Linked DNA regions of Mus musculus: regions 2, 3, 4 and 5 are each linked to region 1. The links are chromatin contacts, called in public Hi-C and promoter capture Hi-C maps. All regions are on one chromosome and are shown on one strand. Each heading gives the region's core, a stretch centred on a gene start, on an enhancer-like site or on the middle of the called end of the contact. The rest is flanking DNA. Distances are from core to core; before and after follow the strand shown.

Region 1 (4,352 bases), core at 1,266-3,765:
ACACCTGACGTTTGTACACATGAAAGGCCTCAGATTTGGTTTAGACTGTCCAACAAGTGGGTATTTTAGAACTGGCCAAGTGATGATGTTTGCAGACCGGCAAAGGCAGGGTAGGGTGATGATTTAACACAGAAACAGACAATGCAGAGTACATACATAGATAGATGACTGATAGAACTCAAAATTCTTCTCAGAAAAATATAAATAAATAAAATGTTACTCACGTATGCCAATGTCCTACCAAAGGTTCAGGAATATCTGCTTACCTCTTTTTATTCTCCTGATTTGACTAACAGTAACTTTCAGGCCACTCTTTGAGAAGCCCTACCCCCATTCTAGAGGAAGTTCTCAGCTTCCCTGCTCTACAGAACCCTCCTCTGTTGTCCCTCTTAATGCTCACATCTAAATCTGTAATAAACCCTGTTCCTCATAAACACTAACTCTGCCACAAGAAACCCAGAATCTATTCCGCAGACCAGTTTACATTCTCCAACAGACCTAAAACCAAAATACAAGCCTAGTCTTTAAATTCTTCTTGCCAGATAGCCAACTGCGAGGTCCACACACTTAAGTGTTCCGACATACACTTCAACAGCTTTAACTTCAAAACCATGTCTGTGTGAGCCACAGCGATGAAGTGCCACAAGGCTTGGTTTTGTTTTCGGTTACCTGTAGTGTTTTAAATTAAGTTGAATGGCCATTACTTAAAGATGAAATGGAACAGATGGTTGCAGACGCCCAGGAAGTCAACTCAACTGAAAAGGGTAAAAGAACTTAATCGAACGTGGCACAGGCATGCTCCCCAAATCTCCGCCTAAGTAGCTCATAAACACACACTCCTTCCCCTGAAAAGGCTTTTTCTTTTAAGGTTAGAAAGCAGCGACCCTTGACTGGTTTCTTCCCCTCCTCCTTTCTTAAGGGAAGCGGTAGGAAGCCAAGACATACGCAAAAAAAAAAAAAAAAAGAGGCCGGAAAATGGAAAGCCAGAAAGCAGGACTGGGCAACCGGGACTTTAAATAACCCCAGAAGTGTTTCCAACTTGGCACACGGGAGGAGGGAGCCGCTGGGCTACCTCTCCGCAACCCCGAGCACCTCCGAAGTTCCTGAGCCGCTCTGGGAGGCGTTCCCAGGGCCAGGGGAGGCGAGGGAGCCGTTCCCGGCCCGCCCCACCCGGGCTCTCCGGGCCCGGCTCGCACTCACCTGGGCCGTAGGCCTGGCTTAGCAGCGCCCGAGCCCGGCCCCACACCGCCCGGACCCCCAAACGACCTCCGAGCCCCTCAGCCCCACGCCTCGGACCCCAGCCCGAGCCCCGGCCGCGGGACGCGCCCCGTCGAGGCTCGCCCATCCAGGGCCCCGCGCGACTCCCGGAGGACCCCCGGCCCGAGCCCCGCCGCCTACCTGTCTTCGCTCTTGTTTTTCTGTTTCTTCCCCATCGCTTGTCAACGGCGCTCGCGGCCCCGGCCCCTCGGTTCGGTGTCTCACAGACCCACTGTCTCCCGGCTGACTCCAATGCCCGCTCGGCTCGGTCCCCCTCGCGCCGCCGCCTCTCGCACCCGGCTCTCCACAGACCCGCGCACTGGGACAGGGCACATATGGTGTGAGCCCTCAGTACGCAAGCGCATCGCCCCGCCGCCTCGGCGTGGGGACGCAGGGCGCGGCTCATCGAGAGCGGCGCTTCGGCTAGAGCGTCTCCAGTAGAGCCGCCGGCCAGGTGGGAACCCAGGCGCCCCCTCGCCGCAAGTGAGCGCCGCGCACCGACGTCCGGCGGATCCCGGGTTCTAGAACCTAGAGGACGACAATGAGGCCGTTCATTTCTCACGTCGGCACCCTTCCCGGGGCTGGCTTTCGACGCAGAAGTGGGACTGAAAATTCTCCCCTGCCTACGCGGCCTCAGCTGCGGGAAGTCCATTACAGGACCACAAAGAGTCAATGATGAGCGTTCTGGGGGTGGCAGGACAAAAAATGGGATCCCTCTCAGAAACACTCATGAATTGTCAACTGTGTACATTTATTAAGGGGAAAAAGACATAAGGACACAGCAACGGGTCCCCTAATATGAATCTTCGTATGAGCAAGTTCTAAAAATTCATGTGCCTAAGAAAGTCAGGAGGGAAGATCCTGGCATGGTGAAAATTTTCTCCATGTTTCGGGGCGATGTTACTAGTGTGAGCTGTGTATAAATTATAATGTACTGTAAGCTACACTTTCGAAACTATTAAACACAACGAGAAATGAAGCCCCTCTGTCACTCAGGCTCAAGACCCGGCTCGTTTCCCGGTAGAGCCGGGACCCGCAGTCAGTGCACAAAGAACTACAATTCCCAACGTGCCTAGCGCCCATCCCTCCGGCCATTAGCCCACGTGAAGCGTAGGCTCGGAAGCCAGTAGTTCCGGGTGGCGGAGGATAGGGCTTCTCCGAGGCTTTCGTCACTCGCCACCGCCCTTTCCGCGAGTGTCTCACATTGTATCGCGAGAGGACTGTAGCCAATGAAGTGGCGGAGTTAACAGCCCCTTCTCTGCCCTTAACAATTGCTGCGAGGTTGAAACCTGTGTGAACCCGGTGGGTATTCTTGATCTGCGGCTTCCTCTCTCCGTAGGCCTCATCAATAGTCCAGGTACGGCTGAGGGTGATGTGGCCGATAGTGCCACAGCGTCCCAGTGTTGATGAAGGACACATCCTCGGCTGGGATCGAGGGAGCGGCTGGGAGGGCCTCGTCTGGGCGGCTGCGGAGGCTACGGCGCATGCGCCCCAGTTAGTGCGAAATCGGGTCCCCCCGGAACTACTCCACCAGTCTCTTGAGCTCAGGGAGTGGCGAAGAGTCTGCTGACAGGTACATGGGGTTAGGGTTTCGGTTAGGAGTTTGTAGGGGAGTACATAGGTGTCAGGGCCCCCAGTTCGTCGGTAAGAATAATACTCGATTTGGTTCAATAAATAGAAAGTTATGTCCTTACCCCCAATATAAAGGCAGTGACCACCTCCGCCTAATTCAGGGCAGCACTTTTAGTCGCGTGAAGCTCCGCATTTAAACGTAAAGGTCTCCTGTGAAATTCTCGGTGATAAACGAATACTGTGATGCAGATTCTGAGTGGCTGGTCTCGGATCCTTCTCTCTCTTCCCCGAGTTAGGGATCCTGGGAGTACAGCTTCTTTTCAGTTGTATAGTATTTATGAGAAGCTGACAGTTGGAGTTTTTAAATGACCTTATGTAGCCCAGGCCTATCGCTCCAAATATGAGGTGTGACCCTTATGCTTCTGCCCTTGAGAGCTGAGGTTGTAATCATGAGCCACCATGCCCAGGCTTATTTTGTGTGTGAGCTGATTAGTTTTAGCTGTCAACTTGATAGAATAATCTACGGTCACCTAGGAAGAAAGACTCATTGAGAAATTGGGTAGATTAGGTTGGCCAGTGGGCATGGCTCAGAGAGTAGGGATTGTCTTGGTTGCATTAATTAATCTACTCCCAGATTAATGTTGTTCTCCAGCAGATGTTGGACACAAGTAGACGTGTGTGTAATTACTTCTCTCTGCTTCAAGAGCCTGCCTTTAGTCGTAGAAGCGATGGGCTGTCACCTGGACTTGTAACGTTTATGTCAGGATATTTTTGAGGAAGTATGCCGAAAAGCAAGCTAGTGTATTTAGGGATTTCCCTGGATTCTGGAACCATAAATGAGATCTTTGATGGTTTACATCTTTATTCTGGTTTTGGCAGGTGTTGGGGCCTACATGCTGAGTTCTAAGGCCAAAATAGTGCCTCCAACATGGCATCTGTTGTGTTAACCTCTCAGGCTCTGTTACAGAGACCCTGTTTTAAAAAAAAAAAAAAAAACAACAAAGCCCCCGAAATGTAAACTTAATACTTATTTTTTATGCCCCCTCCCCCAGCACCAAGACCACTTAGAACAATGGAAGGTAATGGATCCGTCGACATGTTCTCAGAAGTCCTGGAGAACCAGTTCCTCCAGGCCGCTAAGCTGGTGGAGAATCACTTGGACTCTGAAATTCAGAAACTGGATCAGATTGGTGAAGATGAACTGGAGCTGCTCAAAGAAAAGAGGCTGGCGGCGCTCAGGAAGGCTCAGCAGCAGAAACAAGTAACCTCCCGCCCGCCCGCCTGCTCACTGAATCACTGGAGCCCAGCTCCCGACTGCACTGCAGTCATGTGACTTTCCCTCCTCACTTGCAGGATGTTCTGAATTCACATCTCCGTCAATGTTCAATACTTAACCCAGGGATGAAACATTAGGGAAGGTTTAGGCAAGATGAAGCATTTGACTGGGGCGTTGATAGTAAAAGAGAGATGAAACGTCTTCTCATAGACCAAGCTTAGGGTCCACGTATCAGAAAGAAGTATCA
Region 2 (4,352 bases), core at 1,371-3,870, 1.4 Mb before region 1:
ACTTAATCCACTTTCAAGGGACTCCCCAACCTCGGTGTTAATCCCCTTATAGGCTACAGGACATGACATATATCAACCCTTCTGGGCAGCAGAACACTCCTTCCCAGGGAGGCCAACACCTTAGGCTCTAAAGCACTGCTTTTTCCTGCAGCCAATGGAGCTCTTCCAATACTGCTGTCTCCCTTACAACAGAAGACACAAGCTTAGCCTGAGGCATTGTCCCAGTATCTTTTCTACCCTACATCTGCTAACTGAACTCTCAAATGTGACACACACACACTATATAAGGAATTGGATAAGCTGTCATCACTGCACCAAGTAACTTCAGTACCTTATTCCCTTGGCCCAGACGGCTTTATTGAGCCTGGTGTCAATGCGCACATCTGGTGTCCCCATTTCCTTCATGGCAAACTTCCGAATTTCTTTGAGTGCCCGAGGAGCACGCTTCTTGAAGCCCCTAAGGTTCAGAACACAAGCACATTAAAAAAAAAGTCAAAAATTATATATGTAAATGGCATGCCATCATGAAACGAAGAACCCTCTGGCCAAGCATGAAATGTCCAGCTACTAGCATCAGTACTTAAGATGTAGGGGTAAATTCCAAGCATCCTATAGTTCAAGATGTCCCGCTCACTTTCCCAGAGTATCAGTCACCAACCAGGCCTGCTCACAGCAATCCTGAATGATGGTCCTGATGATCCAGCGGTTAAAAATATCTGCTCTTGCAGATGACCTAGGTTTGATTCCAGCACCAATGTGGAGCATACAAGCATTCAGGCAAAACACTCATACAAAAGGAAGACAAAGTTCTGTGGAATTGAGGCAGGCACTCTCCTATGAATATAGCCAGGGTACATGATAGAGGGCTATTAAAAAACAAAAAACTTGAACCTTTCTAGAGCATGGTGCACGCACCAATGATCCCAACATGGAGGCTGGGTGGGAAGACCTCAAATCCAAAAACCAATCAACCAAAAAAGCCCAGGTCTGTTCAACACCCGTCAAGTCCACTCCAAGTGAGACAAAGAGCATCTGCTTTCTCTATTCTACCTACCCGCAGCCTGTCTCTAGTGCCCAGACAACCCACTTCACAGCTAGCTTGAAAAAAACTCACGCAAGCAACCAGTCAGGTGGTATCACTTACAAAGACCAGGAAAGAGATGGAGCACTGAGCAATCTCAATGTTATGGTTAGGGAATTGGAAAAAGTGGGGCTGCCGCAGTCAGTGAGTAGATCTCAGAGGGCAGACCTAGCACTGGGCTCAACTACTACCCGAATGAATGAGACAGGGAAAGCAAGGAGTGGAACAAAGCAGAGGCTTGGTTTACACCACAATGGGGACCAAGAAATTACCAAAGAATGAAGGAGGCTAGAGATTCTCACATAGGGCCTTATCAACAAAATACAAAAGGCCTGGGGGGGGGGTACGACTCGCTTCTACAATGCTCTATTCAAGGCTGCTTTTAAAGAGTACCTTTCACCTGAGAGCGACTCTTCCTTCCACATACTGGGCAACACCCACACCACCTTTAACTTGTGGCCTACTTTCACTTTGTCACAGGCCTAAATAGTGCTTCATAGTGCTTAATATGCCCAACCATAGAGGAAGGAACGTGGCCGACCACCAGCAGTATTCATACCGGGCAAAGACCTTGGGGCAACCCACTAGGTGCAGACACACATTTCAACCCGGCAAAATCTCTCCGAAAATACTAAACCATCAAGTCCAAGAACTCAAGCTCTAGGGCTGGAACGCAAATGCAGATAGGTCGTGTACAAATAAGGACCGCAATCACTCTCTGTAACCGCCACTTTACTACAACTTGCCCCGAATTTGCACAAATCTGTATAATCGGACGACGAAAAAAAAAATCGTATTTCGCACTTGAGGTAGTAACCGGCCACTTTCCTGCAGCGTACAAGTCACTGACTTTCCTTTTACACGTCCGGATTACCAGAACTCACGTTTTAGCACCACCAACCTTCCCCAAGTCTAACCGCTCCCTCAAACTCCATCACAGCCTCCAGTCTCCATTTCCTAGCCGGTTGCCGTGCAAGCCAAACCCCGCACACCTTCCACGTACACACAACCACACCGGAATAAACCCGCTTGCCCTCTAGAGCACCCAGTCTGTAAGCAAGGCTCGCGGGTGACAGCCCAGCCCGGCCGGAGCCCGAAGGGGGTCGCGGGCCACACCGCCCGCCCGGTACTCACACTCCATGGATGCGCTTGTGAATGTTGATGGTGTATTCTCGGGTCACCACCTCGTTGATGGCAGAACGGCCCTTCTTCTTCTCGCCACCCTTCTTTGCGGGAGCCATCTAGACGCAGGCGACAGGGAGGGAGGCTCTAAGCAGGTAGTGGGAAAGCCCAAGCCCGAGCTAAGGTGCACCCGTACCCCGCAGGCCGTCCTCCCACCGCCCCGGACCGCAGAGCCTCCGCGCGGCGCGGGACAAACCCCACCGAGCCTGCCCGTCCCGCGCCGGGCGCGGATGGCGCCGGATTTCAGAGCCGCGACCCCGCAGCCATACTCACTCTGCCGGGCCCAAGTAGGAAAGGAAGGGCGCGAGGGTTTGTGGGAGGGAAAGTCGCGTAGCCGTACAACTTCCGGGTCACGGGGAGGCGAGGAGGAAGAGGTGTGGCGAGGGAAGTTAGGAGTTAGGCTGGGGCGTAAATACAGCGCGCGTCAGGGGCGGAGCGAGCGGCATGGGGCGGACCCAGGGCGGGCCCAGGGCGGGGTCGATCTTGTCAGTCTTCTTGCAATCTGCCTTGAGCAGTGGAGGTGCGGGATGGGATTTAAATCCCAACCCGAACCCGGATTCGGAACGCCCGGCCGGGAGGGAAGATACTCCAGTTTTTCGGGTGCACTCGCTCACTCACTCTACGTTTGTTTAATCTATTAGATACTGTGCTTGGCGGAAGGTCCCCGGAATGACCGAGACGACAACAAAAGAATTTATTTTCCAAGTCGAAAATGCCCACGGAAATGCCAGGCACGTCCGTAGAAAATAGATCTCCGAATCTAAACATGTCCGAATAGCCTGTCTATTGGAGTTTCAGCAATGAGCAAGTTTCAGGATCTCACAGGCAAGAAGACAGGCAGGCAGAAACTCCACGATCTTACAAGGAACCTATGTCTCTGCCTCCTTTGGCTAAGGGATGCTGGGGCCTTTGGATTCCCCAAAGGTCAGACTTGGGGTGGACAGGCAACTGCTCTCTCTCTCTTAAGAAAATAGTGTCCACAGCCACGTGTGGTGGTGCACACCTGTGATCCCAGAACTTTGTGGGTTGAGTTAGGTGATCAGGAGTTCGAGATATCCTTGACTGTAGTGGGCTAAACACGCTTGACAATATCTGATGACTTCTCAGTGGGGCTAGGAGGAAAGGAGCAGACAGGCTCGGTTCTAGTTCTTAGAGAATCCAAACCAGAAGGGGTTCTATGGGAGTGCTGATTGGTACTGGGGTTGAGCTCAGAAAATTGCAACGCAATCTCCCAAGCAGAGCCACTCAAAAATAATTTAAAAGGAAGTCTGGAGCGATGCATTCAGGAGGCAGAGCAAGAGGATGCCAAATTAAGGACGGACTACACAGAGGCCAGTCTTGGCTACACAATGAGACTAGATCCAAGAGTAAGGGGAGGAGAGAGGGAAGGGGAGAGTAGAGACTGAGGGAGGGAGAGGGAGGAAGGGCTATAAAGAGAATATGAAAATGTGAATTTGGGATCTTTAGCAAGAAGACAGAGGAGCCCACTAGTCAGAGTGTGCTGACTTGAGCAAGAAATGATAATTAGTTATGGTTAATAAATAATGGTTAATTAGAAAAGCTGAGTTTATAAAAGGCTGTGAGTTCCTGACTTCATACTAAAAGTAAAACATGAATAATTTAAGGAGTCAATAAACTAGACATATCCGTCCACACATGATTAAGCTAAAAAATCAAAAAGGAAAAAAAATTCCCCTGCCTCATTTCTAATGAGCTTTTCTACAGAAAAGCAAGGCTATTTATCTCCATAATATGAAGTCCATCTGAGCACTAATAGCATTTCTCTAGATGACTCAGATTAGATTTTTTTCAGTATATTACTGGCTGACTTTGAGATCGTCAAGCTACAACATGAACAGAAATTAAAGCCATTTTATATCGCTAAATTTTTACTAGGACATTTTGGCAAGAGTGCAAAGTCATGACTAGGAACTGCTTCACTTCGCCAGGTGTGGTGGCACACACTTTTAATTCCACAGTGGGAGGCAGAGGCAGGTGGAGCTCTGTAAGTTGCAGAACAGCCTGATCTATATAGGGAGTTCCAAGCCAGCCAGAGCTACATAGTGATACCTTGTCTAACAATGACAAC
Region 3 (4,352 bases), core at 1,168-3,667, 1.3 Mb after region 1:
GGGCTGGAGCTCTGTAACGTCCTTCCCCTAAGTCCTGCGTCAGGGTTAGTGTCTCTGTAGCATATGGCCCAGTTATTCAGTCATTAGCAGGGCAAAACGGAACCATGAAGATCTGAGCAAGGTCAGCATATTGTCACTGCTCTTGCCCCTAACAATCCCCCTTGGTTTTTGCCCCCTCTACATTATATAAAAGTTAAAATTTAAAAGAATTTTTAGCCAGGCTGTGGTGGCAGATACTTTTAATCCCAGCACTCAGAATCTGAAGTCAAGGCAAGCCTGGTCTACAGAGTGAGTTCCAGGCCAGCCAAGGCTACACAGAGAAAAGAGAAACCCTGTCTCGAAAAGCAAACAAATAACAGCAACAACAAAAAGTTTAAAATTTTTTAAAAATAAAATTCTAACAATTCTATACTGGTTTTACATTCTAAGTGGATGCCAAACTAGTATTAAGAGATAGGTGGTCTCAATATATATATATTAAAAAAAAAAAGACTATAGACATAAGACTAGCCAGCTATGGGAGGAGCCAGTGCAATGGCTAATCTTTATTAGAGAGAAGTTTTTCTTTACATTCTGAAAAGATAACACAGGGGCTCAGTGGGCCATTTGGTGGGGCACCAGCTTGTAATGGGTTCCACAGTTGGGGCATCGCTGACTCTCGCCTTTGTGCAGCCAAAACCAGATGACAGTACAGTTGTCCTCTTCACCTGAAAGGGAAAGACGGTTGACAGTCATCCAGCGTCCATGTACAGAGGGAGGCTTTCAGCATTCACCTCTTTCCTACAGACACTTCGGACACAGCAACAAAACTGCCACTGACTAGGAGACCACTTCACGCTCCGCTCCTTCAAATGAAAAAGCGGGGATGCATTTACCTGTGAGTAAGATAACCTTGTATGGGGTCACTGTAGGTTCTAACAATTCCAGTCCCTATGCAAAATTCCAAAACAGGATCTGTACTCATGTGTATCCCTAGTGCTTGAAACAAACAGTACCTGGCATATGTATGTACATACGTGTGTGTGTGTGTGTAAATAATCTGGGCTGGAAAGATAGTTCAGCAATTAAAAGCATGGACTGCTCTTCCAGAGGACCTGAGTTCAATTCCCAGTAGCCACAGCAAAGTGGCTCACAGCCTTGCTTGTAACTACAGCTCCAGGGTCATCTGCCTTCTGTGACTTCTCATGCATACTGAGACTTAAGACAGTCAACAACCCTTACAACAATGTATACACATATTTACATTTTTACACACATACAGTCCATCATACACACATATCTGAAGCAATTTATAGACATTCTGTGAGGCAGGTTATAAACAAATGGGCCAGAAAATAAAAACAAAGTGCTTACAGATGCAGCCCACTATTCTCTTGTTGCTGATGGACGGGACTAGATTAGGGTCTTCCTTGGTGCCTGAAGCTGCCTTTGGAGGTAGCATATTGTATGGGTCCTGAAAGAGACAAGAGTTGACTATTTATGACAGATAACGCCTGCCACTGCACTGCAAAAGGGCCGTTCCTACAAGCTGGGTTGTCAGGACCAGACGCTGGCTGACAGGAACTCCTCTAATCCCATCCAAGCCCCAGGGCTCCAGAGGACACAGCATTTCTCCTTACCAGTCCCTTCTGTGCTGCTATCATGATCTCCCTCTCCAGCCCAGTAGCCTGCTCCTCATCAGTGGGGACACCACCTAGAAGAAGAAAAATGAGCTACGGCAATTGATATGACCACGATGGATACACGATAAAAAGATCAACACGGGAAAGGTGACGTTATCCGCTTCTTTGGTGGGTTCCCAAGCTACCCATTCCCACAGTCCCCTAAGCCCACTGAGGCATGACTCCCAAGCCATACCGTTTTTCCCTTCCCACCGCGGAAGCTTGGTTGTCGACTTTCCCTACAATCAAGTCATGAGAGTATACTGGCTGGTGGCGGGCAAGGGATTTGAATGTTGGTCCAGCGCTTTTTCAGCCCTCCAAGTCCTTGTGTTCCAAGGTCACCCGGCACCTTCCAGTGAGGGCACTTTGAAAGCGGGTTCGATCGGGTGGGCGGCCGAAATTACAGCAAGACCGGACAGAGCGCCGGCTCCCGGAGCCTAAGGTGGTCAGCAGGGCTCGAGAGAACGCTAATGGCCGACCCCGCTCGACCGCCCATCACCAACCACGCCGGAGGCCATGGACACCGGCCTGTCCCGCCCAGCTGGTCACGTACCTCCAGAAGCCATGGAGCGGGTCACGGCCGCGCCACGGGGGCCGTGGGCCCTCAGGGCCTGCGCCGCCAAAGCGCCCACTCCGCGAAGTAACCTTGAAGCCATCTCGCCCGAGACAAGCAGATGCACTTCCGGGAACAGGCTGAGCAAGATGGGCGGGACTTCCGTTGGTGGGAGTCTAACAACGCCCGGTCAGTCTTCCGCTTCCTGCCCCGACCAGCCGAAGCAGCGCTAAAAGTAGACGCCGCACATGCGCAGTTCTGCCTCTTCGTGGGCCGCGCAGACTCCCGCCGCCTCCGGGGCGTGGCGTCAGTCACCCTGACAGCTAGCGGCTTTCGGGTTCATGACCTGTCCGCTTGAGTGTTCGCGCCCAGTGTCCCAGCCACATAGTAGTTCTTGTAGTGGAGGTGCTGTGGAAGCCGAAGTTCCCGCAGTCAAGGGCTTCCACCACGAATCATACAACCTTGGGCGTGAGCTCAGGAAGCCTGTTGTGTTTGTTATGCCTGTTAGCCACGGGTTCGAGACTGCAGACAGCTTTAGTTGTTACCAAATTGTTGCAATGGCCCACTCCGTCAGAAATTGACAGTACACCCCCCCACACACACAGTCTTAGCCTCAATTCCCTCCTCCACTCTGTTTTGTTTTGTTTTTTAAGCACGGTATCACTATGTAGCCTGGCTGACCTTTAACTCCCTATGTAGATCAGGGTGGTCTAAAGCTCACAGAGATCTGGTTACCTCTGCTGGGATTAAAGCTGTTGCACCGTCCTCAGTTTTCCTCCTATAGTAATGTTATGGGAGGTGATGGTGTTGGCCCCAGGGACAAGGATGAGGGGGGTGCGGGGGGTGCGGTGCAGAAGGGCTTTGGAGGCATAGATGTAGGATACCTCCTGATGGCCACTCCACCACGATGAGGATACTAGGAGGAGGAGGGACAGAAAGAAAGTTAATAATGCAACTGGAAATGACAATAGGCACCGTGGCCAGAAGTCTCTAATTTAGACAGAAAACGTCCTCCATTGCTCAGTGTTGCACACAGGTAAAGCCTGACAACTCACGGCAGAGCGTTCACTAGATTTCCAAACACTGGCTTCTTCGATTTATTCTCGTTGTGGAACATTCCTGAAACACTATGGCTGCATACAGTATCTATGCTTCCCTAATTGCGTCCCAGTGATGAAATCTTAAGTACCTTGCAGAGGCCTGACATAATAATATCAAATGACTTTTAGTAAATCCTGCCGCTTGGACCAAAAATATAGTTTATAGAGCTTGTGACTACAAAAGGTCAAGTTGAGGAAAACTACAAAGGACTAAATTCCTGGGTGTTGTCACCTACCCCTTGTAGGTTATTTTCAAAAGGGTCTGGTGGAACATTCCTTCAGAGGAACTAACCTGGTCTTCATGGCTGCCCTCAACCAAGAAAAAAAAATAGCCTATAATGAGGCACCAAATTTCTTGACTGTGAAGATGGGCTTACACTTTGCATAGTTTTCATTTTTACTTCCTTGTCTCCACTACAATCATCTGGATTAATTCCTAATTCAAGGCATCTTTCCTCCAATGAACCCATTATTGATTTGTGTCCACATTAAGAGGGAAAACCCCAGTCAGCCCCATCAGCCAGCTCCACCATCTTTCCTCCTTTAGAGAACACTCAGGAAAACCAAGACTAGATGTCTTTGTTAGGGTGAAGAGACACTGTGACCACGGCAACACTTATGAAGGAAAACATTTAATTGGGGCTGGTTTACAATTCAGAGGTTTAGCCCGTTATCATCATGGAGGGAAGCAGGGCAGCATCCAGGCAGACATGGTGCTGGAGGAGATGCTGAGAGTTCTACCTCAGGATCCACAGGCAGAAGGAAGTGAGAGACGCTGGGTCTGGCTTGGGCTTTTGAACCCTCAAAGCCCACCTGCAGAGACACACTTCTGCCAACAAGGCCATAGTTCTTAATCTCTGTCAAGTAATGCCACTCCCTAATGACGAAGCCTTCAAATATATGAGACCATGGAGGCCATTCTTAGTCAATGTGCATCAAAAGCACATTGTAAAAAAAAAATCATATAACACAAACAACACAAGCTGGCAATTTGGCATTTATTCTTTCTGTCCCCGACCCACACTAAGCCAGATTTTT
Region 4 (4,352 bases), core at 1,124-3,623, 1.2 Mb after region 1:
GCCAAGAAGGACTATCATTGGCTGTAATGAACAGGGATACCCCTTCAAGGGCCTGGCAAGCATGAGGGTCACAAGGAGGGCTGGGAATAGGAGGCCTGGGGGCTTTACCATCTAGCACACAGGTGAGAAGATCTGCTCAGGGATCAAAGCCAGCCATGCCTTTGTCCTGGCTCTATGCCAGGATTCCAGCTGCCTCTCTCTGCTAGAAAAGTTCATGTTGCCATGCCCCCCTACCCCATCCTTCCTAGGATGCATCAGGTGCCTAGGAGGGGGAGCCTTCCTCAGCTCGCACCTCCCACAACCCAGCCCTCACGGTCACTGTCTGTTGCTCTTTCTATGACTGCCCTGAGCCTGGCTCCTCCGGGCACAGACCACAGCAGCCCCTTTTCTGTCTTAGCCCCCGCTTCCTCCCACACAGAGAACAAGGCCGGCGATTCCTTACGAGGCTGTGGGGCATCCTTTAGGATCTACTCCACTTAACCTGCTCCTCAGCACAGTTGCCACCTGGGGACCGATACTGCCATTCCTCATCTGGGGAAACTGAGGCTCGGAGAAGCTATGCCAGGCACGCAACCTGACCCACAGTCACTCAGGCCCAACAGAAACTGATGTTTCCAACTAATACGGTGCAGAAGAGACCGTAGAGCTCTGAGCCAAGTCCCCGGGGACTCCATGTCCCCGCAGACCCCAACACTGCAGCCGAACTACTTGGACTGCCAAGGCCTTGAGGCTGGTGGGGGCCAGAGATGGTCTTAAATCTAGCTCGCTGAGCATATGTCAATTGATGGGGCAATGTCCCTCCAACCCCGCAGAATGGTCAGAACCCCAGCCCAGCCTCCACTGACTGGATTCTAGAAATGACGTGACCCCCCTAAGCAAGGCAGCTTCTGCTCTCTAGATATCCAGCTATAGGACAGTAAAAGATAGGTAGAAAACATTGGGGCGACCCAGGACAGTGCCCATAGAGTAGAGGAATGGTGAGGGAAGGGCCGTGGGAAGGGGTGTTTGACAGCATTCTTGACATCTACCCATTGCATGCCGGGATTGCCCAAGTTAATACCAAAAACATCTCCAGACACTAGTGCCCACTGGGGACAGGCGGCGTCAGCTGGCTTTAGGTCAGCATGACCCCGTTCCTGTGGTCCTTGGGCCTGAGCAGGGGTGGTCAGTATAGGGTGGTTCAGATGCTGCAGGCCTCGTGGAAGTTTCCAGAATCTGTGATCAGGGCCTGAGACCCTCCAGAGCTAATGATAACAATTAGCATCCTAACAACCTATTAACTATATGGCACCTATGTCCCTGAACACTGAATGAGGTGTCAGATACAGAAACTGTGAAAGCACAGAGAGGTGGGGTGACTTGCCCAAGGTCACACAGCAATAAAGAGCAGGCAGATCTAAATGGACCCAGGCCCCTGGCCCTAAAAAGTGTAAACTTTAACACCCTCCAGGCTGCTGGCCCACCAGAGCATCTGCGGGGGTTGCAAAGGCAAAACTGAAGGTCAGGTGAACTTTGGGTTTGTCAGAGGAACCTTAGCAGGTGACACCTTCGATTTTCCAACTTAGGACTTGGTGACCCCAATCTTTCAGCAAGGCTTCAGTAAACACCTACTGTGTGTTTGATGTCCTAGCTAAGACAAGAGCAATGAATGTCACTGTGACCGTTCACAGGAACCCTGCTATTTTCTGCCAGGCCTCACTGTCTGAGATACCTCTTCCAGCCTCTTGGCCAACAAACAAGGCAAGCATTTAACAGGCAGCCAACTCTGTATCTGTTTTTTAAATGCAGATTCAGAGAGGCCAAGACAACTGTCAAGAGCACACAGCTACGGAGCAGAGATCTAGTGATAGTTCCTTTCCCCTGCTTTAACATGACCTGACTCCGAGTGGAGCCTGACTCGAGCCCCTCTCCAGAGCTACTGACATTCTGTTGTCCAAGCTCACAGGCCTATTGTACCAGCCTGCCTGTGCTGCTTTCTAAAGCCAAGGAGCCGACCCAACAGGAGTCTAGGAACCCAGAAAAAGACACCGGCACCCCTCGGGTGACCTGTTTCCCCAAGGGCGCCCCTTAGCTCCACCGATTGCAAAGTCTCAGGTCCCTACCACTTGGGCCTACCCAAGCCCAGCCTCAGGCCCCTGCGGACCCCACCCTCCTCACACAGAGATCAGAGTAAGGGAGTGACACCCAGTCACACTCCCTCCACCAAAGGCTAAAGGGTGGCCACTCACCTGGACACCCTCGAGGCTATCACAGCTCACAGGGTACGGCAGGGCCCAGCCGGAAGGCCTGGTGTCCCCAGAGCACTTTTTCTCACCAGCACCTTTCTTTGCAGCTCAGCCTATTTCCTTGATGCGAAGACAGGAAAGAGAGCCGTGTTTGAAGTTGACGTCAAAGCAACAAAATGCTGTGTGGAAGGAAAATCACAGGCCACATGCTCCTGGCGGGGCAGAGCACATTTCCGGGGTCACGCAGTACCAGCCGCAGGGTGTCGGGAACACAAGAGGAAGGTGGGGATTGTAGCAGCCAGGGATTGGGGCAAAGGCTGCTTCCCACAGTGAGCCCCCACCTGAGGGGGGCACCTGGAGTGTTGGGGGAAGGGCAAGTTCTGGAAAGGAGGGGTCCCCAATGTGTTCCTGTCCTAGATAAGGTTGCTATTACTGTGATTAACACAGTGACCAAAGCAAGTTCGGGAGGAATGGGTCTACCTGGCTTATACTTCCACAGCTAATTATCGAAGTATGTTGGAGCAGGAACTCAAACAGAGCAGGAAGCTGGAGGCAGGAACTGATGCGAAGGCCATGGAGGGCTGCTGCTTACTGGCTTGCTCAGCCTGATTTCTTCTAGAACCCACGACCACCAGCCTGGGAATGGCTCCACCCACCATCAGACGCCCACAACGCAACCTTATAGAAGCGTTTTCTCAATTGAGGTTTCCTCTCAGATAACTATAATACGTGTCAAGTTGATATAAATCTAGACAGTACAGTGCCCAATTTCTTGGAAGCATCCAGGGGCAGGCCTCTGCCGGAACCCTAGAGGCAGGCTCTAAAGCTCTAAAGCTGGGGTGAGGGAGGGGTGAGCCCACTGGGACTCCAGAGCTAGGCTGGTGTTCACCTAGAAAAAGCCACGATGGCAGGGTTATTCTACAGGAGCTCTGGGAAGAACTGGCTCTGGAGCTGGGACAAGTAGGCGGGGTCCCCCGACACTCATACACTCTAGTCCAGCCCCACAAGGGTCTACCACCTTGACCACTTCACATATCTAGATCATACTAGAAATGTGCATTGCCCCAAGGTCTCTGGGAGCCACACCAGTTACTTGAAAGCATCAGGGGCCGGGGATGGGGGTTGGGGGTGGGGGAAATGGGCGGCATTCTCCTCCTCCGAGGTGGGAATCTCCAGTGCTCAGAGAAGGGACATCTTGGTCTCAGCAAGCCACAAGCCCCTTCCTGTCCCACTTCGTGTCCAGAAGCTTGCGACTGGAAACAGTGTCATAGCTGCAGCCCGCAGTATGTCTGCTTCACTGAGGAGAGGATGCAGATCGCCACAGATAGGAGCATTGTCCCATGAGGTGGCAAGAGGGAGGCACGTCCTTTGAACTTCAGAGGGAAGGGCTACCGGATGCTAGGGAACTCAGCGCGTCTGGTGGGAGGGGGGGTGTCCAGTAAACTGTGAACTCAGAGCCTAGGAAAAAAATTGAACCTGTGCCCCAACACCTCCAGGTGTGCCTCTGAGGAGAAGCAACCTGGCCTCCTCTAGGAAACCTCCCTCTGCCTCACACTGGCCAGAGAGGCCCGAGTGCGCAGGCAGCTGAAACTAGGCAGGCCATGTTTGGCTCCATAGCTAAAGGAACATCAGACCTCAAGTGGGAAAAATATGGCAGGTGCCCTGGGAGGGGAGGAGATGGAGCCTCAGCCTTCCAGAGAGGTCAACTCGATTGCCAACACCACCACCTCCACCTGCCCTGCAGCCCCAGCCACAAGGACAACCTCTTTCACCAGGGTCCCTCCTGGATTGACACCCCCCTGCCCCTACTCACTCACACACATACACACACACACACACACACACACACACACACACACACAGTGACTCAGCTACTTTCCTTCTGGGCCTGGCTAGGATGCCTTCTATCCCTCATCCGTTTCTACCTCTTGGGGCCATTGTGAATATTAAAACAGGCCTGAAAACAAACTCTGCCTGTGATAGCTATCCTTATCAACTGGACTACATCTGGAATGAACCACAATCCAGAAATGGAGGGCACACCTGTAAGGTTTTTTTGGTTTTCTTTTTTTTTTTGGGGGGGGGGGTTGTTTGTTTGTTTGTTTGTTGTTTTTTGTTTTTTTTTTG
Region 5 (4,352 bases), core at 888-3,387, 1.1 Mb after region 1:
TAGTGACAGGCCGGCCTAAGACTACCTTGCCTGTTAGGGCTGCCCCTGCCCAAATGCTGACTCTAAAGAGTCAGGTAAAAGCCTGTTCAAGTATTCCAAGGAGCCATTTAAAAAAAAGAACACAGCTCAAAAATACACAGTTAGGTATAGGGTCTTGGAAAGAACTTGTGTTAAGAAAAAGGGCCCACTGCAGAGGCAGTAGATTCATGAGAAGCTGACCTCTGCTGAACATGTTCCTATATGTTCAAGTGCCAATGACACATGCAAATTGTTTCCCAAGGGGCTTTTGAGCCTAGGGTTAATATGGAATGTGGTTGATGCCTGCTTTAGAGAAGTGAACTTTTCAAGGTTGGAGGGACTTGCTTGCCTCGAGTTTGGCAGTGGAGGAAGGACTATTGCCAGCACCCTGGAAGCTAAACTATGACCCAGTGAAGCACTTACATTTCCTTGGGCTTAATTTCTCCCAGTGTTAGAAACCTTCCATATAAATCTCTTACCTTAGGCACATTTCAAAAGCCAGTTTAGAGATAATTATTGAGATTTCATTACATTAAGAAGAAAATTTAAGCCCTGGGTTGGATACCCAGCACTGAAAACCATTAACTTAAATTCAGTGCTAGTATTCAAAAAATTAATGTTCTTTAAAACAGCAGTCAGGGATGGTGGCATATACCTCTAATCCCAGTATTCTACTGACTTTTAAGGAACACAATGAGTTCCACTCCAGCCTGGGCTCACAGTGAGTTCTAGGTCAACCTAGGCTACAGAAGGAGAATGCCTTGGGGGTGGGGGTGGGGGGCAAACCAAAAGCCATCGGGGGTGAGGACGCCTTCAAAATGTATTATTAATTTACATGTTTGCTTCACAAACAGGACGACAGCAGAAGGAAGAACGTTGAGTACCTTTTAAAAAAGGTTTTCTGAAATCCCATTTTCTTTTCTAGTTTGTTCTAAGACATGCAATAGGCAAATGTGGCCTTTTAAATAGATCGACTAACTCAACCAAAAGCTGAGAAAAGCAAAAAAAGACTCTGGGGCTAGGCTCTGGGGGGAAGTGACCAGGCTACCAAACTGTGACAATATCCTTCCTTCCCCTTCCCCAAAGGGCCTAGATTAAGACTTGTATCGAGCAAACAGACACACAGAAAAACACACACACACACTCAAACTTTAACCTGGGAGACATGAGGTGCTTCTTACAGGAGACTAAGACACACCATCTTTGATTTTGGCCTTTGAAAGGAGTATGCGCATAGAAACATATTGATCATTCCAAGACAGAGAAAACCCAGTCTGATTTCTGGCACACCTCGCCTTGTTCCTCCACCCCGCCCCAACTAATGCTTTTTACACACATGGTAAGTTTCCAAATACAAGCAAGCAAAGAAACTGCATAAAAAGGGCTTCCTGTGAACAAGAGGTACGAAGGTTCCATTAAGTCCCTCTTGGGTACGCTTTGGAAGACACAAATGTAAAGAGGGCGGGTCCCCCGTTCTTAAGGAAGCACTGCAAGAAATTGAATCGGACCCTGAACACTTCCCACGTCAAAGCCACCGAGAGGCAGAGGTGCGACCCGAGAAATCACTGGCACGGACTGTCGGCGCTGGGCTCCGGATGCGCACTCAGCCCTCTGAAAGGCTCGGACATTGCAGTACCACTAGACCCGGGTTTGTCCCGGCGTCGGAGGCGCGGCCGGGCCCCGCCCACGCACCAAAGCGGCTGCGCAGCGTGGCTACCCTATCTCCCACGTGACTGCCGTCATTGCCTCCGTGAAGCTCCGGCCGCCATCTTAACTCCTGGCCGGCCCGGGTCCCTCTCCCTCCTTCTCCCGGGCCGTGCGGCAGTGACAGGGTGCGGTTGGCCGCCCCGGCCCGTCCGGTCGGTGAAGCCCGTGTGATTCTGAGGGCGGGGCGAGGAGCCGGAGCTCACGGAGTCCACGGGGAGCACGCGAACCGGCGGGCCGCCCAGGTATTGGCACGGAGGGGGCGGGCCCCTGCGCTCTGCCCCGCCCCTTAGAGGCCAGCGCCGGGGCCCGCGGCCCTTGCCCGTTTCCAGTATGGCCGCCCGCCGTGCCTGACCCGCGGCCTCTCCGTTCCGGCTCTTCGTAGGCGATGCCGATGCCGAGACTGTGACTGACACTCTCGCTCCCACGCACGCACCGACCCAGACCCACGCCGGGAGCCCGAGCTCTGGGCCCACAACCGCTCTCTCCTCGGGCACCGCGGCCATAGCCCGGACCACGGCTCCCGCGCCGCTGCCGTCGCCTCGCGGAGAAGGGTCGCGCAGGACCTCGAGCTCGGCGGCCCCCGGCCCGCCAGGATGGGGAAGCGGGCGGGAGGAGCAGCCGCCGCCGCCGCCGCCGCCTCCACGTCCTCCGCGGCCGGGCTGGAGCCCGCGGCTGGCCGAGGCGGGGGTCCTCGGAGCGCAGCCGCGGGCCTCCTGGGAGCGCTGCACCTGGTGATGACCCTCGTGGTGGCCGCGGCGCGGGCCGAGAAGGAAGGTGGGTTGCCGGCGGCGGGCGGCGGGCGACAGGCGGCAGAGGGAGGCCCGCGACGGGCGCCGGCGCGAAGTTGCTGGGTCGAGCCCCGTCCCGAGCCGGCGACTCGGGGTTCGGCGAGCTGCCGCGTCGGCCGCGCGCCGCGGCTCTGCCGCTGCTCCGTGATTCCTTTCCCCTCACCGTGTCCCGGTCTTTCCCTCGTCTACTGTCAGTGCCCATAAAACTTCCCGAGCTCTCTTGTAGGTTCTTGCCACTTGGCCCGCTATGCGAGGAGGCACCCCGCTTTTAGGCTTCTTGGTGGCTCCTGCTAGGTCGATCGCGGGACGCTTTTCTTGTTTTCCCTTTGTCAGGTTTTAATTTGGGCATGCGGACCGAGCTCACTTTAAAATGCGGTGGTTAAAAAAGAAGAAAAAAAAAAAGCGAGACTGGTGGAAAGGCTTCAATACACGGCTTATAAAATTTCTATTTGCTGGGACATCTCTTTGAAGAGGCTCTTGTTTCCTTAGTATCCTTCTTCACTATCCCTTTGCGGTATGGAGGATCGTTTGTTATTAGCCCTAAATAGACTCTCATTTGCCTCTAGTAAGCTACTGGAAGCCGGTTTCCATTTCTGCTTTAATATCCTCACGTAATTCGGTGCCTTTCTCTTTGATGTGTGAGCCCTTAGAAACGAATGTCAAGTTCCCAGCTTGCACACCCTTCACCTGTAACTCACAATTGAAGCCGCACTCCAGTTTTAATAACTCCTCTAATATTGTAAGGTTGTAAAACTGGTACTTTGACAAGATCAGAAATTACTTTGCAGTCTTGAAGACTAATTTGGGGGTGGGGGTGTTCTGGACTACCTGTTTCTGAACGTGAGCCCAAGGAGAAGTGTGAGCAGTCACAGAACCTTCATGAATTAATTCACAGTGAATGCTGCTTTTTTTTTTCCCTAAGAAGAAAACTAGTTAGATTATTTTTGTTTTTCCTGTATAAAGTCGCTGTTACTGGCTAGCAGCTGTAAAGTAAACCAGATTAGCCTTAAAGTGCAACTCTGTGTCAGTTTATTATTTATTTTCCTTAGAAACATTATATTCTCTCACTTAACTCTATAAACAGAGTCAGCCTGGTTAACAGGCAAGCAGGGATTTGGCAGAGGCAAGATTATTTTAAACATTAAAAAATGCTGCTTTAAGATGGTCAGGCCTGGGATTGTCATAGTTCTTATTATTTATGATCCCCTGTTAGTTTAGTGTTGTTATGGGTGGCCATGGTAGCCAACATTTGCCCATGTGTGTTGAGTGAACCTTTTATAGTGTGATAATTGAATGGGCATGTGTACTTGTGTGCTTCACTGTGACCTAGAGGGGCGCTGGCTTTGCTTTGCTATTGATTGCCTTGTGTGGTATAGGCGCCTAGCTAGGTGCTTTTGAGTCTCACGAACTGGGAACTGAAGTAGTGATTGAATCTAAGTTTTCATTATCCTTCTAAAGTGTATTATTTTTCAATTGTCATTTTATACACTAATTTTGGGGGTACAGTTAAGTAAATAAAGTTATTGTTTGAAGACATTAGTCTAAAATATATTTGTGTATTTCCATTTGCATAATTTACGTGTCCATGCACCTCTCTAATATTCATAAATATATATAAGGGCTGAGCCTGTAGAATAGCTGCCAGCGTGTTAAGTATGAAAGGAAGTGATTGAATCAGCCACTGGGCCTGGCTGAATCAGACAGCTTTTGTGGTTATGCAGTATCAGGGGGAACAGTTTGTATGGACCAAATAGTTATTTAAGTAAGATATTAGGAGTAATTATATTAATATAGATCATATGACTTAGTCTCTCATAAGTAGGTCTGGTTTTAATCACA

The links. Promoter capture Hi-C pulls out the DNA fragments that hold promoters and counts their contacts. A called contact is a pair of places that touch in the nucleus more often than the background predicts. Capture Hi-C pulls out chosen DNA fragments and counts their contacts.
Region 2: a promoter capture Hi-C map of adipose tissue shows a contact between it and region 1, with 2.9 times the contacts expected there. The contact joins the promoter of Rpl31 here to the promoter of Txndc9 in region 1. A contact is called at or near these places in 9 of 39 promoter capture datasets (the 3T3-L1 cell line, the C10 cell line, embryonic stem cells and 4 more), 5 of 484 Hi-C or Micro-C datasets (B cells, CD8 T cells, the G1E-ER4 cell line and 2 more), 4 of 115 datasets of contacts at active chromatin or transcription factors (astrocytes, embryonic stem cells, large pre-B cells and 1 more) and 3 of 9 other capture datasets (adipose tissue, liver and pancreatic islet).
Region 3: a Hi-C map of CD8 T cells shows a contact between it and region 1, with 6 times the contacts expected there. The contact joins the promoter of Cox5b here to the promoter of Txndc9 in region 1. A contact is called at or near these places in 5 of 39 promoter capture datasets (the 3T3-L1 cell line, embryonic stem cells, hippocampal neurons and 2 more), 4 of 484 Hi-C or Micro-C datasets (CD4 T cells, CD8 T cells, muscle stem cells and 1 more), 1 of 115 datasets of contacts at active chromatin or transcription factors (astrocytes) and 2 of 9 other capture datasets (adipose tissue and liver).
Region 4: a contact with region 1 is called in a promoter capture Hi-C map of pre-B cells, with 4 times the contacts expected there. The contact joins the promoter of Zap70 here to the promoter of Txndc9 in region 1. A contact is called at or near these places in 2 of 39 promoter capture datasets (embryonic stem cells and pre-B cells) and 3 of 115 datasets of contacts at active chromatin or transcription factors (embryonic forebrain, embryonic stem cells and thymic regulatory T cells).
Region 5: a contact with region 1 is called in a promoter capture Hi-C map of liver, with 2.3 times the contacts expected there. The contact joins the promoter of Tmem131 here to the promoter of Txndc9 in region 1. A contact is called at or near these places in 4 of 39 promoter capture datasets (frontonasal cranial neural crest, liver and pre-B cells), 8 of 484 Hi-C or Micro-C datasets (B cells, the G1E-ER4 cell line, embryonic stem cells and 2 more), 4 of 115 datasets of contacts at active chromatin or transcription factors (astrocytes, cardiomyocytes, large pre-B cells and 1 more) and 1 of 9 other capture datasets (liver).

Annotation. Positions count from the first base shown.
Region 1 is chr1:37,995,371-37,999,722 of GRCm38.p6, reverse strand. Txndc9 (thioredoxin domain containing 9) reads left to right here and starts at 2,515. Exons shown (of 5, transcript NM_172054.4): 1 at 2,515-2,614; 2 at 3,882-4,090. The coding sequence starts at 3,902. It overlaps Eif5b (eukaryotic translation initiation factor 5B), which reads right to left and starts at 1,713. Exons shown (of 24, transcript NM_198303.2): 1 at 1,399-1,713. The coding sequence starts at 1,433.
Region 2 is chr1:39,366,119-39,370,470 of GRCm38.p6, reverse strand. Rpl31 (ribosomal protein L31) reads right to left here and starts at 2,620. Exons shown (of 4, transcript NM_001252218.1): 1 at 2,216-2,620; 2 at 332-457. The coding sequence starts at 2,322.
Region 3 is chr1:36,689,552-36,693,903 of GRCm38.p6, reverse strand. It overlaps Cox5b (cytochrome c oxidase subunit 5B), which reads right to left and starts at 2,417. Exons shown (of 4, transcript NM_009942.2): 1 at 2,215-2,417; 2 at 1,620-1,693; 3 at 1,354-1,453; 4 at 516-707. The coding sequence starts at 2,317. The coding sequence ends at 595.
Region 4 is chr1:36,759,819-36,764,170 of GRCm38.p6, reverse strand. It overlaps Zap70 (zeta-chain (TCR) associated protein kinase), which reads right to left and starts at 2,373. Exons shown (of 13, transcript NM_009539.3): 1 at 2,229-2,373.
Region 5 is chr1:36,937,312-36,941,663 of GRCm38.p6, reverse strand. Tmem131 (transmembrane protein 131) reads left to right here and starts at 2,137. Exons shown (of 41, transcript NM_018872.2): 1 at 2,137-2,499. The coding sequence starts at 2,319.